3 separate regions of the Anas platyrhynchos genome follow, and regions 1 and 3 are each linked to region 2. A link is a contact called in public Hi-C data. All regions are on one chromosome and are shown on one strand. Each heading gives the region's core, a stretch centred on a gene start, on an enhancer-like site or on the middle of the called end of the contact. The rest is flanking DNA. Distances are from core to core; before and after follow the strand shown. Region 1 overlaps BRD3 (bromodomain containing 3). Region 2 has its middle 20 kb from the start of WDR5. Region 3 has its middle 38 kb from the start of RXRA.

What was found. Hi-C and Micro-C count contacts between places; a contact is called where the count stands out from the background.
Region 1: a Hi-C map of skeletal muscle shows a contact between it and region 2, with 7 times the contacts expected there. The contact joins two enhancer-like sites. A contact is called at or near these places in 4 of 8 Hi-C or Micro-C datasets (F5 follicle, skeletal muscle and subcutaneous adipose tissue).
Region 3: a contact with region 2 is called in a Hi-C map of liver, with 3 times the contacts expected there. The contact joins two enhancer-like sites. A contact is called at or near these places in 2 of 8 Hi-C or Micro-C datasets (liver and skeletal muscle).

What each region holds. Positions count from the first base shown.
Region 1 is chr18:8,882,556-8,886,721 of IASCAAS_PekinDuck_T2T, reverse strand. BRD3 (bromodomain containing 3) reads right to left here. Exons shown (of 12, transcript XM_072025473.1): 7 at 2,053-2,181; 8 at 915-1,106; 9 at 1-94. Among named protein-coding and RNA genes, the nearest start is that of BRD3OS, 16 kb to the left of the region's middle. Within about 2 kb of position 1,336, at least 2 of the 8 cell types and tissues checked have an H3K27ac peak or open chromatin away from gene starts, as enhancers often do.
Region 2 is chr18:8,826,655-8,831,104 of IASCAAS_PekinDuck_T2T, reverse strand. No RefSeq gene overlaps it. Among named protein-coding and RNA genes, the nearest start is that of WDR5, 20 kb to the left of the region's middle. Within about 2 kb of position 2,669, at least 3 of the 8 cell types and tissues checked have an H3K27ac peak or open chromatin away from gene starts, as enhancers often do.
Region 3 is chr18:8,788,139-8,792,539 of IASCAAS_PekinDuck_T2T, reverse strand. No RefSeq gene overlaps it. Among named protein-coding and RNA genes, the nearest start is that of RXRA, 38 kb to the right of the region's middle. Within about 2 kb of position 1,674, at least 2 of the 8 cell types and tissues checked have an H3K27ac peak or open chromatin away from gene starts, as enhancers often do.

The DNA.
Region 1 (4,166 bases), core at 87-2,586, 57 kb before region 2:
TTTTCTTCTCTTTTTCTTTCTTCTCTTTTTTTTTCTTTGGTTTGTTCACTGGTGCTTGTGACAATGCAGCTAACTGCTCATGGACAGCTTTTAGCTTAGGAGAGAAAAGTGAAAAAATAGATCAGACTTTGAGGCAAGACAACTGATGCCTCCACATACACTTCCTCTGTACCCTGGACACATAAATATATCCCCAAGTTAGTGATTGAGCAGTCGACTGATTGGACTTCAGAGGCTTTGCTTGAAGTTCTTTAAAGAAGGCAGTGCAAATGTGCAGAAGCTAACTGAAAACTTAATTCTTGCTTTACAGTAGCAAATAAAAATTAAGCTTAATAGTTTGGTCTAGAGTGCTGGCAATGTGGACTCTGAAATGCCAGATTCCCTTCTTGGGTCTCCTATTAACTTGCTTAGAGACACCAGATAAACCATTTTATTAATGCTTTGTTGCATTAAGGTAGTACCTACAACCACTGCATAATAAAAAAGGCCATGGCTCAGAGCTTGTAACAGCCAAAACAGCTTCTGTAGATGAGGTACAGGGTGAAAATATCACACAGGAAGATTGTGACGGGTGTCATTGTGCCCAAGCTCTCACACCAAATGGGGGTCACGTTGCTTACCCAGATCCCCAATATTGTGTGCCCCTCTGTTCACAATGGCTGAATACTTTGGGATCCCCAGAAAGCACAGACCACCATCCGTGAGAACGGTTATCTCAAGGAAAACTACCATGACATCAAAAGTACACTTATTTCACAGCTGGGAGTTCTTCCCCTTGAGCTGGCAGAAGGGGAGATCACTCTGCTGCATCACAGACTAGATGGGATTTTTAAGAAAGAAAAAAAAAACACATTTCTGCTAAGCCCTTTCTACTGCACAGACACACATACACACAGCTCGGCCACTCCAATAACCTGCTCCTGGAGCTCTGCCAGCCGAGTCGCTCGCTCTTCTTCTGAGTCTGAGCTGTCTGAGTCGGAGGAGCTCTCCTCGCTGCTGTGGCTGCTTTCTGTGCTTTTGCTCACAACTGGTGCTGTTGGAGGAGGAGGTGGCGGGGCCTCTGCAGGCTCATCAGGCATCTTCGCAAACCTCATCTCAAAGACATCCTACAAAAAAAAGGGGGGGAAAATGGTGACAAAGGAGCCTCGGCCACAAAGACCTCATTCTTGTCTTTTAAACCCACCAGACACCCCACCACGGGTCAGGGTCCTCCTGCACTGAACAAGGGGTTGTACCAGTAAATAACAAAATACAGCGAGCACTCTAGAGCAGGGGTTGAAATCGTCATAGTAAGATATAGTTCCTCCTCTCATCAAGGACAAAACCAGTCTTGCAGTGGGATAGGAGCAGGCAGAGGAAGGTCACTGAATCTCCCTCTGAGATCCTTTTGTGGCTGGGAAGGTTGTGGAGGGGCGATGGGCTCTCACCCCTCTGCTTCCTGGGAGGCTCCTGCATCTTGTCTGCACCAGCCTCTGCCAGAGAGGGGCACTAGGCTAAACGGATCTGACCCATTCTGGCTTTTCTAACCAACTTCCCTCTAGGTTTGGCTTCACTCTTTGCTGCTCCCCAGCTCAGCAGACTTCTAAATCGGTCTTTAGCTCTTCCATAAGGTCAGGGAGGAATCTCAGCCTCTGCACACCAACTGCACAGCTGGTCTTAATGCCAGGATCCCCCACACCCTATCCAAAGACTGAAGCACTCGCTGTAGTGCTGTACATTGCACAGTTTTCAGCTCAATTTCTGGCACAATTTCTCCCAGTTTTTCCAAGGTGCATGTACAGAGGGGCATACACATTCCGAAAACCCAAGAAAATGCTCCCATTATTTTATACAGCAATGATTATAACATTTTAGGCATGGCATTGGGCCATGCCACGTGAAGAACACAACAGTTCTGCATCAGAGAGTATCTAAAGGCCCTTTTCAAGGACTGGAATTATCACCGACTCTCCCCTGATGGTGCCAAGGGCAGATCCATGCTTGGATGTCTGAATGGACACCGTATAGCTGTACTAAACGTACTCTGAAAGATGCAATTGTCAACACCTTTACCTGGAGCTTCCTGGCCATGGCTACCACTTCGTGGTCTGGAGGATTGTACTTGTAACAATTTGAGAACATTAACCGAATATCTGCTGCAAAACCTTGTGCATCCTGGTATTCCCGACTGTCCATTTTTTTCTGCAAACAAACAAGCCAAAGGGAAAGGGGAGAAAAAGCCATAAGCAAAAAGCATTTACAGTAATTGCATGAAGGATGTGCGTCATGGAGAGGGCTCAGAACAGCTTCAAAAATCACATTTGTCTAAGAGAACAGTAGTTTGATCAGGCTTATTAGCTCCTAAATAACATTTAGAGTTTCTGCTTTTTAAAATAAGCAAACAAAAGCCAGACAACTAAACAAACTGATCTACTTCCACAATAGTTTAAGCTCTTAAGATTCTAAATTTGGGTTGTTTTCTTTAACAGCACTATGTAAGTTTGTCAGGGCCCCCATTCTGCTAGAAAATAAAGGCAGTCAGACAGGGAAAGAGTTTGCAGGATTAGAAACTAATGTAAGCAGAGAACATAGACTGAAGGGCAGGGAGTCAACAGACAACGTTACAATGCCAGGATTACCTTCAGCATGTATTTCTATATGCTGCTTGGGTATTTTTACCCTCTAAATCTGAAAGGGCAGAGAAGATTACAACCATCTCCCGGCTGCCTTCTAACACAAGGCATGAATTACACTTGGTGATTTCTACGCTAAGTCAGGCATTTGCTGTTAAGCTACAGACCCAGCTCTTGATTTAAGAAGTCCAACTGACAGATACAGAAAGGATACGGAATTCACCCTTCACGAACCAGTTCCCCATGTTATTTCCTACTGTTGTGAGGAAAAATATCAGGAGCTAAATATTTGCAACTTGTTCCTTTCTCTCATTTTCTAGCTCTCAGCTTCATCCACTTCTCTTGCTGTTTGGGACTGAACGATTTGGTTTAGAGAACAGTTTATGGCATCCCTAGCACTTAATTGATTTTATGCATGTATTGCTACCACCTATAAAACCTTAGCTCCAATTGCCCCTAACCAAAAGGAAATTTTAAAAAGCTAACACTAGATTTCATTTGCATCTAAAAGACATGGTTTTAAAGACACTCGCTGTTTGCCAAGTGCTCGCAGCCTCCCTTTTGTATGTCTTGTGCACCTGTGTCCCCCAGCGACAGGCAGTCGGGCTGCAGATGTGATCGGGCAAGGTTCCTTCCCCACCAGAGCAGAAGGCAGGGTGCTTAGGCTTAGGCTAGAAAAACTCCCACTTGTTCAATGGAAATTAAACATATGTCACAGCTTTGAATACGGCAGATATCGGAATTACTTTGAGACATTACAATGACTCCTAAAACTGCTTTTGCTCCAAGTAAGGCAGAATTGCACCTTCAGGGATGCAGCTTTTGGAGGCATCTGCCTGCAGGGTGGGTCCTGCAGCACCCCTCCCCGCAGGGCTGCAGCTCAACGCCTGTCCAGCTCCTGTCACAAGAGCTCGTTCCCTTGGAAAATAAACGAGGAGCAAGCCTCCGAACTACAGCCCAAAATGGGGAGGGAAACACAGTTTGTGTGCCTCTCCTGTCTGAAGGAGAGCTGGCCTTGTTTGAGAAGGGTCTCAGGCCAACTCCAAAGCAAAACAATATGTTTGAACGAAAGGGTCCATTTATTTTAAAAGACGTCTTGCTGCATGAAAGGCCTTTTTGATATGCTTGTATTTGTTTGGCACGCTCAACGGCTGATTACAGCCTGTGAAATACATTTCAGTGTCTGAGGCTTTGCTTTCATCCAAAACCAACAGTTTTATAGCCCAATGCTTTAAACTGTCGATTTTTTTTTTCTGCTTTCGTGTAAAGAAAAATTAACTTGACAAAAGAAAGGATTTTAAAACGATGTGGCGGAATATATTTGGGTTACAAATTCACCTTGATATATTCAGCTGTTTAGCATTTTTTTTTTAAAACATTTACAATGGCAAATCAGAAGACATAGATAGCAGGACTGGAAAGACATCAGTCTGGGAGCCTACTTGTGCCCTACAAAAACTGCCTCAACCAGAAGAGCTGCCTTGGGAAACTGCATTTGTACTTTAGAATAAGTACAATTAAAGCAATCTTTATAAATTTCCCCAAAGAGCCTTC
Region 2 (4,450 bases), core at 1,420-3,919:
AAACCAAAAATTAAATGATCCCTCCAGTGTGAGCGACTCTGGCACAGGCACGGTTGAAACTGGAGGATTTTGGAGAAACAGGCAAAAGCTGTTTCCGAGAGCGGCTGAGCCCAGGCTCGGTGGTGTCTGTGGTTTGGAGGTTTCACTTACTCTTTACAAACCTTGTTTCAAAGCTGCCTTGTTCCTGTGATTTGATCCCAGCTCAAATCTCCGGCTAATCTTTGATTTCGCACTGACCTCTAGCGGGAGCTGGCTCTGCGTTTTGGGGCCCAGTGGGTGAACAAGCGGCGGGCAGATTTGGTTTCTGACTCAGTGCTGAACACAACCTGGCGAGGCAGCGAGTGCTGCAAATCCTTCCGTGGAGAACAGCTAGGAAGGAGTTGAAGCGTTTTCCCCTGAAAAAAAAAAATAATAACAACCAGCTGTGTTTTCATATGCTCTCCTTTAGCATCCGGGCTCCAGTGTTACGGCTGCAACATCATCGTTGGCACCAAGTACGTGGACATGGGGTGCTCGAACCCCGAGGTGATCACCTGCTCCCACTCCCACCAGGGCTTCAAACACCGGTTCTGCATTAAGACAGAGAGCGGTGAGTTCTGCCCGCCTGCCTGCCCACAGCAAACCCCGAAGCCTCGCAGCCTCTGTCCCTGATGCCCCGCGCTCTGCTTGCTTTGCAGTGGTCCTGGGCAGCCTGCTGACCAGCGGCTGTGCCACCTCCCGTCACTGCCAGCAGCAGGAGCTGCCGGGGGTCCGCATCCACTGCTGCGATACCGATCTCTGCAACGGCTCCCCCCGGCTCGCCGGCGGCCGCCTGCTGCTTCCCTGCCTCCTGGCAGCCCTGCTCCTCTCCTGAACCCCCCCCCAAGGGGTTTGGGATGGGGGTCTCTGAGCTTCAGAGGGGGGATGTGCGCCCATCCCTGCTCCTGCGCAGCGCCCTCCTCGCCCCTCTCCTCAATAAAAGCCGATGAATGTTTTGCCCTGGAGAGAATGTTTGCCCTGGAGATGGGGCTGCTTCTTGGGAGGGAGGTGGGCAGGGGGTGTTGGGGTTGGGACCCCCCTTGCAGCCCCAGCACAAGGACATGGAGCTGTTGGAGGGGGTCCCGAGGAGGCCGGGGGGGTGCTGAGGGGCTGGAGCCCCTCTGCTGTGGAGGGAGGCTGGGGGTGTGGAGGAGGCTCCAGAGGGGGCTTATAGCGGCCTGTCTGTCCCTAAAAGGGGCTGCAGGACAGCTGGGGAGGGTCTCTGTGTCAGTGATAGGACAAGGGGGAACGGCTTTAAGCTAAAAGAAGTGAGATTTAGGTCAGATATGAGGTAGAAATTCACTACGAGGGAGGTGAGGCCCAGGCTGCCCCGAGGAGCCACCATGGCTCCATCCCTGCTGCCCCCAACCCTGGCAGTGCCAAGGACCGGGCTGGGGGGGCTTTGGGCAGCCTGGGCTGGGGGCAGGGGTCGTGCCCAAGGCAGGGGGGGCTCTGAGGGCCTCCCCAGGCCGAAGCAGGCCTCGGCTCTGCGGCTCCATCACACCCCACCAGGGGGCACCCGGGGGCCGCCAGCCGGGGTTTTTTTTTTTTGGGGGGGGGGGGGGTCGAGGAGCTGGGGCAGCCCCCCCATAAAACCAGGCTGTCCCCGGGGCTACCCGGCAGAGTTCACCCCCTCCTCGACCCCAAGAAAAGGCTGCAGGGATCTAAAGCAGCCCCAAAGCAATGGGGGATGAGGGGATGGAGCCCTAGGATAGCCCCTCTGGGGGACACGGGGGTGGTGATGGGGGGGAGCGGGGTGTCCCAAGGAGGCACGAGCCCGTCAGACATCGTCTTGAGCAAAAAAGCCCCAAAAGCTGGGGCAAAAATCTGCCCCCCCCCCCCCCGTGGAGCTGGACCGAAGGGGCTCCGTCAAGGTCATGGTGCTGGGAATTAAGTGCTGGTGCCTCGGGATCCAGCCTCGTGCTTTTATCACCAGGGAAACGGCAGAAAGCTCGCCCGTGAGGCCTGGAAGAAATGTTTTTATTCTAAACTTTTTTTTTTTTCCTTCCGATAGAGAAAAAAAAAATATTTCAAAAGGCATTTTCCATGCAGAACATCAGCTTTTGATGACATTTTTTTTCCGATGAGTGTCAGAAAACAAGTCTAAACTCTACTAAAAATATTATCTGAGGCATCTTCCCAGCAGAATCACCTTGGGGCTGATACAAGACATTTTCAGATTCTGAAGATTAACAAAAAAAAGAGGGAATTGGAAAACAAATCCTGCCACAATGACAAGAACGGCAGCGATAACCAATTCCTCTCCTTTCCCCTTACAATATTCCTTACGGATTTGGGGGGAGCAAGGAACCTTTCCTTGGCAGCTGGAGGTATTCTCGCTCCTGGGTATTTATCAGCCCGGATCCGTGCTGAGCTCCTGCAACCAAACCTTGGTGCCTTCAGCCAGCTCCGATAGAAATTCCCATTTCTTGGCTGGGACTGGGGATGAGCTGCTGGTGGAGGGGACAGAGTTGGTGGCCGGGGGTCCCGGTGTGGCGCAGGCCACCTTGCTGGCTAGCAGTGGCTCGAGGCAAGGAGCCACCTCCGTCCCCTCCGCCGTGGTCCCCTGCCGCCTGCCTGCCTCCAGATGGTGATGCTGCTGGCCCCGCTCTGCCCCCCTTGCCCGGCTTGAGTCATCCATCTTGCACTGTGTAAGAGGCCTGTTGCAATTAAGTAGGCTGAAGTGCTCCTGAACTCTTTAACCTTTGCCCTGGGATTGCTCCTTTTGCCCCAGGGCTGTGGATCAGCTCCATTGCACTCTCCAAACAGCGCCTGCTACTTAGCTGACATTTCTTTCTCCTGCTGGATCCTATTAGCACCCTGAGGTTGAAAATGCTACTTTGGAGTGTTGTAAGGAATGTGATTTATACTGGAAAGTAGCGGCAATCTATCTTTCCCTATACACACACTACACGTGAGGCTGGAGAGCTAAATCCACATCGCCTGAACAAACAGCAACTCGGGTAATTGTTGAGGAGGCTTTGGACACCTCGCAGGAAGGGCAGGCATGGAGCCGGGCTCGGGGCAGGCAGCTGACGGCAGGGCTGGCTGGAAAAATGCCTCTCATGCGATCCTGTGCCCGTACCCCTGCAAAAATCTGGTGCCAAAAGTGCTGCAGGCAGGGCCAGGAGTGGGGCTGTGGGCAAAGGTGCTGGGTCCCACAGTGCATTTCTCTACCCTGTGCCCTGCCCGTTGGCCTCGTGTCCAGGGGAGAGCAGAGTTGGGCAGAATTTGCACTGGTTTGCCTGCGTGCGAGTACGAATCACCGAGAACGCAACGCGCACGGGAGGCAGATGAAAATAAGAATTGAATGGTGCCTGAAGGAGGGCTGATTAGCCTTTATCAGATATGACACACTAACCACCGAGGCTCCTGGCTGGAATACCGGGCTAAAATCTCCGCAGTGTCAAATTTCATCCTCCTAAGCAAAGAGACACTTTCCATAGTGTTTGTGTGAATCTTCTGGATAAGCCCCGGAGACTGAAACCATCTCGGCTTCATGTGGGCATTAAAAGTCCCACCCACGTGTTTAAAAAAAGCCCCAAACCCAGAAACGCAAAAGCTGACATTTACTCGAAAATGTCTTCTTCCTGCATCGCTGCATGGCATCCCGTGCGATCGGCATCTCCTCCCTCCTCGCCGGAGCTGGCTGCGCCCGAGCAGCGCCGCGGGCATCCCCGAGGGCTTGCGCACCAAAAGCACAGCTGGGAGCCAAGAGGGGGCTTTGCACACGCAGAAGTGTGCGCACAAACAGACGCACGGGCACGAGCACCGTGCTTTCCGGGAGAAAAACCGACACCGAAAAAAACCCCTAAGCAGCCTCTGTGTCAAAAGCCCTTTTATAAAAGCCTCAGTAGCTAAAGAATTGCCATTGTTTCAGTCTCCAGTGAGTGCTAGTCTTAAAATATTTCCAGCTCAGAGCAGGCTTTGACATTCTGCCCAGACCCAGGAGAGGGAACAAACATGAGTTCAAAAATGTTTCTGCAAGGCACGGAGCCTTCTTTTTGGAGAACCCTGCTCAGCATCTCGCTTCTTGTGGCTGCGTGTCCCCATCCCACAGCCCCTGGCAGGGGAAACACCCCCAAAAGCACCCCAAAAACGGGGAGGTGATGGCTTCTTGGGGTCCTCAGCAGTGCAGGAAGAGCTGGCCTGGATTTCATGCTGGGGTTTGTTTTCATGCTCATCGCTTTGCCCTTGTGAACAGCAAAACCATATTTTTCCCCCAGCAATGCAGAACTCTGGGCTGTGCCTCTTGTTTTGTTGCTGATGGGTTTCACCACTGGTGCACCGGGCAGCTCCGTGGTGCTTGCCCAGCTCCACGGTACCGGGGCAGGCAGGGCGAGAGCTGCTGCAGAGAGGGGGGAGCCCGAGCATTCAGCACTAATCCCCTCAGCCTTTTGCTGTGTTCGCCAACGATGCTGGGCATGCCGCA
Region 3 (4,401 bases), core at 425-2,924, 38 kb after region 2:
TCTCAGCACCCCCACGGCTGTCTTCCAGCCACAACCAGCAACGTGGTTCCCGCCTTGGCACCCCGTTGGCACACGCTGGCCGTTTTGGGGAGCTTACACACATTTCAGCGACCTCTGTTTTGGCCCCCCCAGACACTCTCCTTTCACAACACAATGCTCCTGGGAGCACAAGGGATGAGCTTCCCCTGGCATGAGGGGGTTGCTTGTGCCATAGCCTTTTTTATTATTATTTTTTCTTTGTATTTTAGAGGGGCTGCAAAGCTCTCCTGCGAGGGCTCTGGGTGGAGTGAGGAGCAGAGAGACTCCAGGCAAAGCCATCCTCATTAGCAGAGTTTAAAGCTGAGTTTACAGCTCAGGAAGGATTTGGCAGACTCGCTGGTATCGTAGGGATGGAAAGCAGTAGTGCTTTCCTTTTTAATCCCCGTGTTTTGCTCTGTGTGCACGTGCTGAGGTGGATTTCAGGAGGAGGGCTTGTGCCTGTGCCGCAGGAAGGTCGGTGTCCTGCGCCCTGCCCCGGGGAGCTCGCCCACTGATTTTCTCCTCCAAGCAGAGGCATTTCAGGTTTCTTTGGGTTAGTCAGAAAGAAGAGAGGTGAGTCTTGTTCCTCCACGAGGGCATCGACTCACAGCATCGTGCTGGGGTGAGATGGAGTGAAAGCAGTGGCTGGATGGGCTGCGGGTCAGCGGGGTGACTGATGTGGGGTGCACTCACTGCAACAAGGAGCCCTCTGCACCCCTGGGGCTGGGAAACAGCCCCCGGTGGGACAAACCTCCCACCCCGTGGGACAAACCTCCCACCTCGGGGCTGCATCCGAGCCAGCAAGCCTGGCCTGCGAGGCCGGTTTGTGGGATCTCGCCCTGCATCCCCGGCCACGCGCCTGGAGGCTGCTGAGCGTGATTTTGGCAGAGCTGCACCAGCCCCTGGGCAAGGCGAGCATCCCCGGGGCTGGGGAGAGGGACAAAGCCCTGGGGACGTCCCCACAGAGGCAGGGTGGCAGGGCTGTCCCCAGAGCTGCCCCATCGCCCTCTGCATCATCCTCCCTCGCTCCCATCGTGGCCGTGGCCGGGAGCTGGGGCAAGGATCTAAAAATAGTGGTGGGCCCTGTATATGCATCTTCAGCAAAGAGACTCATAAATGCGGCCGGGACTGAAAATCAATTCTTTAAAGCTGAAATCAATAACAATAACTAATATTAATAGTGATTATCCTTTCTTTATTGCACTTTGCAGTTGGAAATGAATTGTTTTTAAGGATTAGCGGCAGCTGAACTCTGTAATGCAATGTAAGACTGAAGATTTACTATGAAAACACAGCTTATGAGGAAAGACCCATTACCGCTGATGGAATACACTTCTGGAATAGCTCCGGCCACGGCCGCTGCTGCCGCGGAGCAAATGGAGCCTCGGAACCTGCAGTTGGCAGAGGGTTAGGATGTCTGGCAGGAGACAGGGATTTGGGTCTCTAACCCCGTCTGGTTTTCTCGCAGTCTGACTTTTCAGTTCCCAGACATCCCAAATGCATTTTCATTTTTGGTATCTTTTATCTGAAACAGCTTCAGACATGCAAAACTCCGAGGGGGGAGGGGAAGGGAGGGGAGGGGAGGAAGAAAGGGAAGTATGTTAAGCCAGTCATATATATATCTGAGTCAGCCATACGTGTATGAGACAGCAACGTCTAGAGCTATGGGCCGCGTGTGTCAGAGTTTCCAAAAAGCAGAGCGTATGAGGTGTGCGCTGAGCGCTTTAGGAAAGTCTGGTCTCGAGCATCCCCATGGGGGTCCTTGAGCTCTGAGGAACTTCTGCAAAGGGCTCTCCGACAGCCCTGGGTTGAGGTCTGTGCGAAACTCCTGCCGGGGAGGAGGCGCAGCACACCTGGGGGGCACGGGGTCCCCGGGGGCCAGCCCCAGCCCTGCTGCTTGCCCCCGGTTCCTGTTGCCAGCAAGCGGCAGTGCTTCGGGTGCTGAGAGCAGATTTTGATTTGTTTGGGTTTCTTTGGTGTTCTTCATGGTGCCTGGGGAAATCCTCTTCCAGGAGCTTAGCCACAGACCGGGGCGCGCTCAGGGCTGGTGGGGTGGGCCACGAGGAAGCACCCAGCAGAGCAGAGGGGATCACAAACCAGGGGTGTGGTGGCTCGTTGCTCTGCCAAAAGCTTGATTACTGTCCCTAGAGGGTAGTTATTTGTGAGAAAGCAGTCCCCATCTCTTCCCACGCTGCTCCTCTTATAGGGGCTCTTGGCATCCTGAACCTGAAGGCCACGCACCCTTTCCACGTGTAGCAGCCGTCTGGTAGGCACAGGGCTGGTTATGCATTTAGACTGCATTTAACCTCTTTTTTTTTTTTCTAGAAAGTGATGTTTGCGGTGAGATCTGGCTGCGGCACAGCCAGGGGTGGGTGTGTGGGTGGGAGCCGGAGCTTTGGCTGGGTTCATTAAGCCCCAGGGATGCAATGCAGCACCCTGCCTGTGTGGCATTTCCCAAATATCTGAGAGAGCCCGGGCAAGGTGACCCATCGGTGGCACGCTTTCTGCTCCTCCAAGGGAAGCTCTTGAAGGCAGAGGAACCACGTATCGCAGGGACGACTGCATTTTTCAGAAGTGATACTTGTGCTTATTGAAGGTAAACCCTCAACATTTCCTAGAACGACCTTGCTGCTGTGCGTGGCGTTTCCTCAGCTACAAAATTCAGCAGGACGGGGCTGAGGATGACACAAAAACTTGGAAAAAACACAGCGGGTGGGATCCTGCCTCTGTTGGAGGCATGGATCATGTTGCAAATCTCCCTTTGAGCCCTGGCGAGATGGGGTTTTACCATCCTGGCTGGCATCCCCTCCTCCAGCGTGAGCATCCTGAGGCCGTTCAGGTGCAGGGCTCCTCCACCTTTGACTCCTGGGTCGTTTACCCACTTCTCTTTCTAACGCTCTGAAGTTTTTTACTATTAGCTGAATTGTAAAGACAAGCAGAATGAAAGCCTTTTGCAAACAGCCATAGATCAGCGGCAGCCGGCATGAGCAGACCGATCGTATCACGTTATTGATCTCTGTTAAAGGGGAGTGACATTTTTCACCTGGGAAGGTTCTTTTATTTTTATTGAAAAAATGGCCTTTTCTCCAGAAATAAAATTGGCCTCTTGCCTCCATTTTTCTCTGCCATTTTAATTCATAGTTGCCTTCCCATTGTATAAAGATTTTTATCATATTTGTCCTAACATCCCCGTGTTTGCTGAAAATCTGTGTTTGAATCAGAAAACGCTCTTTTCAATGGCCACAACATTCTGGTAAGTAGAGCAATAATCATTTACAAAACGAATGGCTCAACGTTTTCCCCGGCGTTGTTTTTCTTCCCTCTCTCGTGCCTTCGACTGCCTCTTCTTTCCACGGGGAAGCCTCGGCCGTCTCGGAAGCAGGAGCCCTGGGAGCTCTCCCGGTGGGGCTGGGCGGTTCGCGAGCTCCCTTCCACTGGTGCCAGCCTGGAAGGATTTACGAGCGTTTGGCTGAGCCTGGCATGTGGTGTGCAGATGTCTCCGGACTGGCTCGGCTTTGAACTTGCTCTAACAATTCAATTTTTTCAGTTGTGCATCATCGCTAATTTCCTCCAACTCGTCTTCTGAGGGCGGGGGGCTGGAAAGCAGCTTCTTTTTTTCCCAGCTCGGAGGCAGCAGGCCCCCACAAAAGGGGGCTGCATGTACTGATTTTCTTGGAAAAGACCCAAAAAGACCCTGGCCTGGGCTGTGAGATGGCAGCAGTGATGATGCTGGGGATGCCTCGTTCTTGAGGGACCTGGGGGTCTGTCTGGGAGGGAAGACTTGTGCCTTGGGTGGGTGCACATGGCATGAGGATGCGCTGAGGCGTGCAGATTCACCTGCTGCCTCCTTGCAGCGTGGCATCTGCTGGGTGGCATCTTGCTGAGATGCTCCTGGCCACATCGTACTTTCCCGATGAGTACATTTTCATAGCAGCAAATGAGTCACGGCGAGGGGCAGGAAGAGGCGACCAACACCCTGCTAGCACACACAGGACCAGGCATCCTGCAGACCTCAGCTCCCAGGCACCTGGGGGATTTTATTCCCAGCTGGCAGAGAGGGAGAGCAGGCAGAGACAGGCGGGGACCGTGGCCAGAGCTGGGTCTGGAGCTCAAAACCCTCCGCAAGGGCTGAGCATCCTTTAGTGACTGTGGGAATCAAAGGGTCTTTTGCAGATCACTCCTTTGGGCCCTTTTTAACCCCAGATGGCAAACACTTGCTCTCTGAGTGCTGCCTGTCCTCCTGGAGGGAGGCTTGGGGCGCGCAGCAGGCAGCGAAGCCCCATTGCTTCACACACACACACATACCAAGTCAATTTTCAGAAAGGAAGTGGTTAGTGATTTTTTTACAGAGCCGGGTCTTCCGCTGTGGTTCCAGCTCCCTGC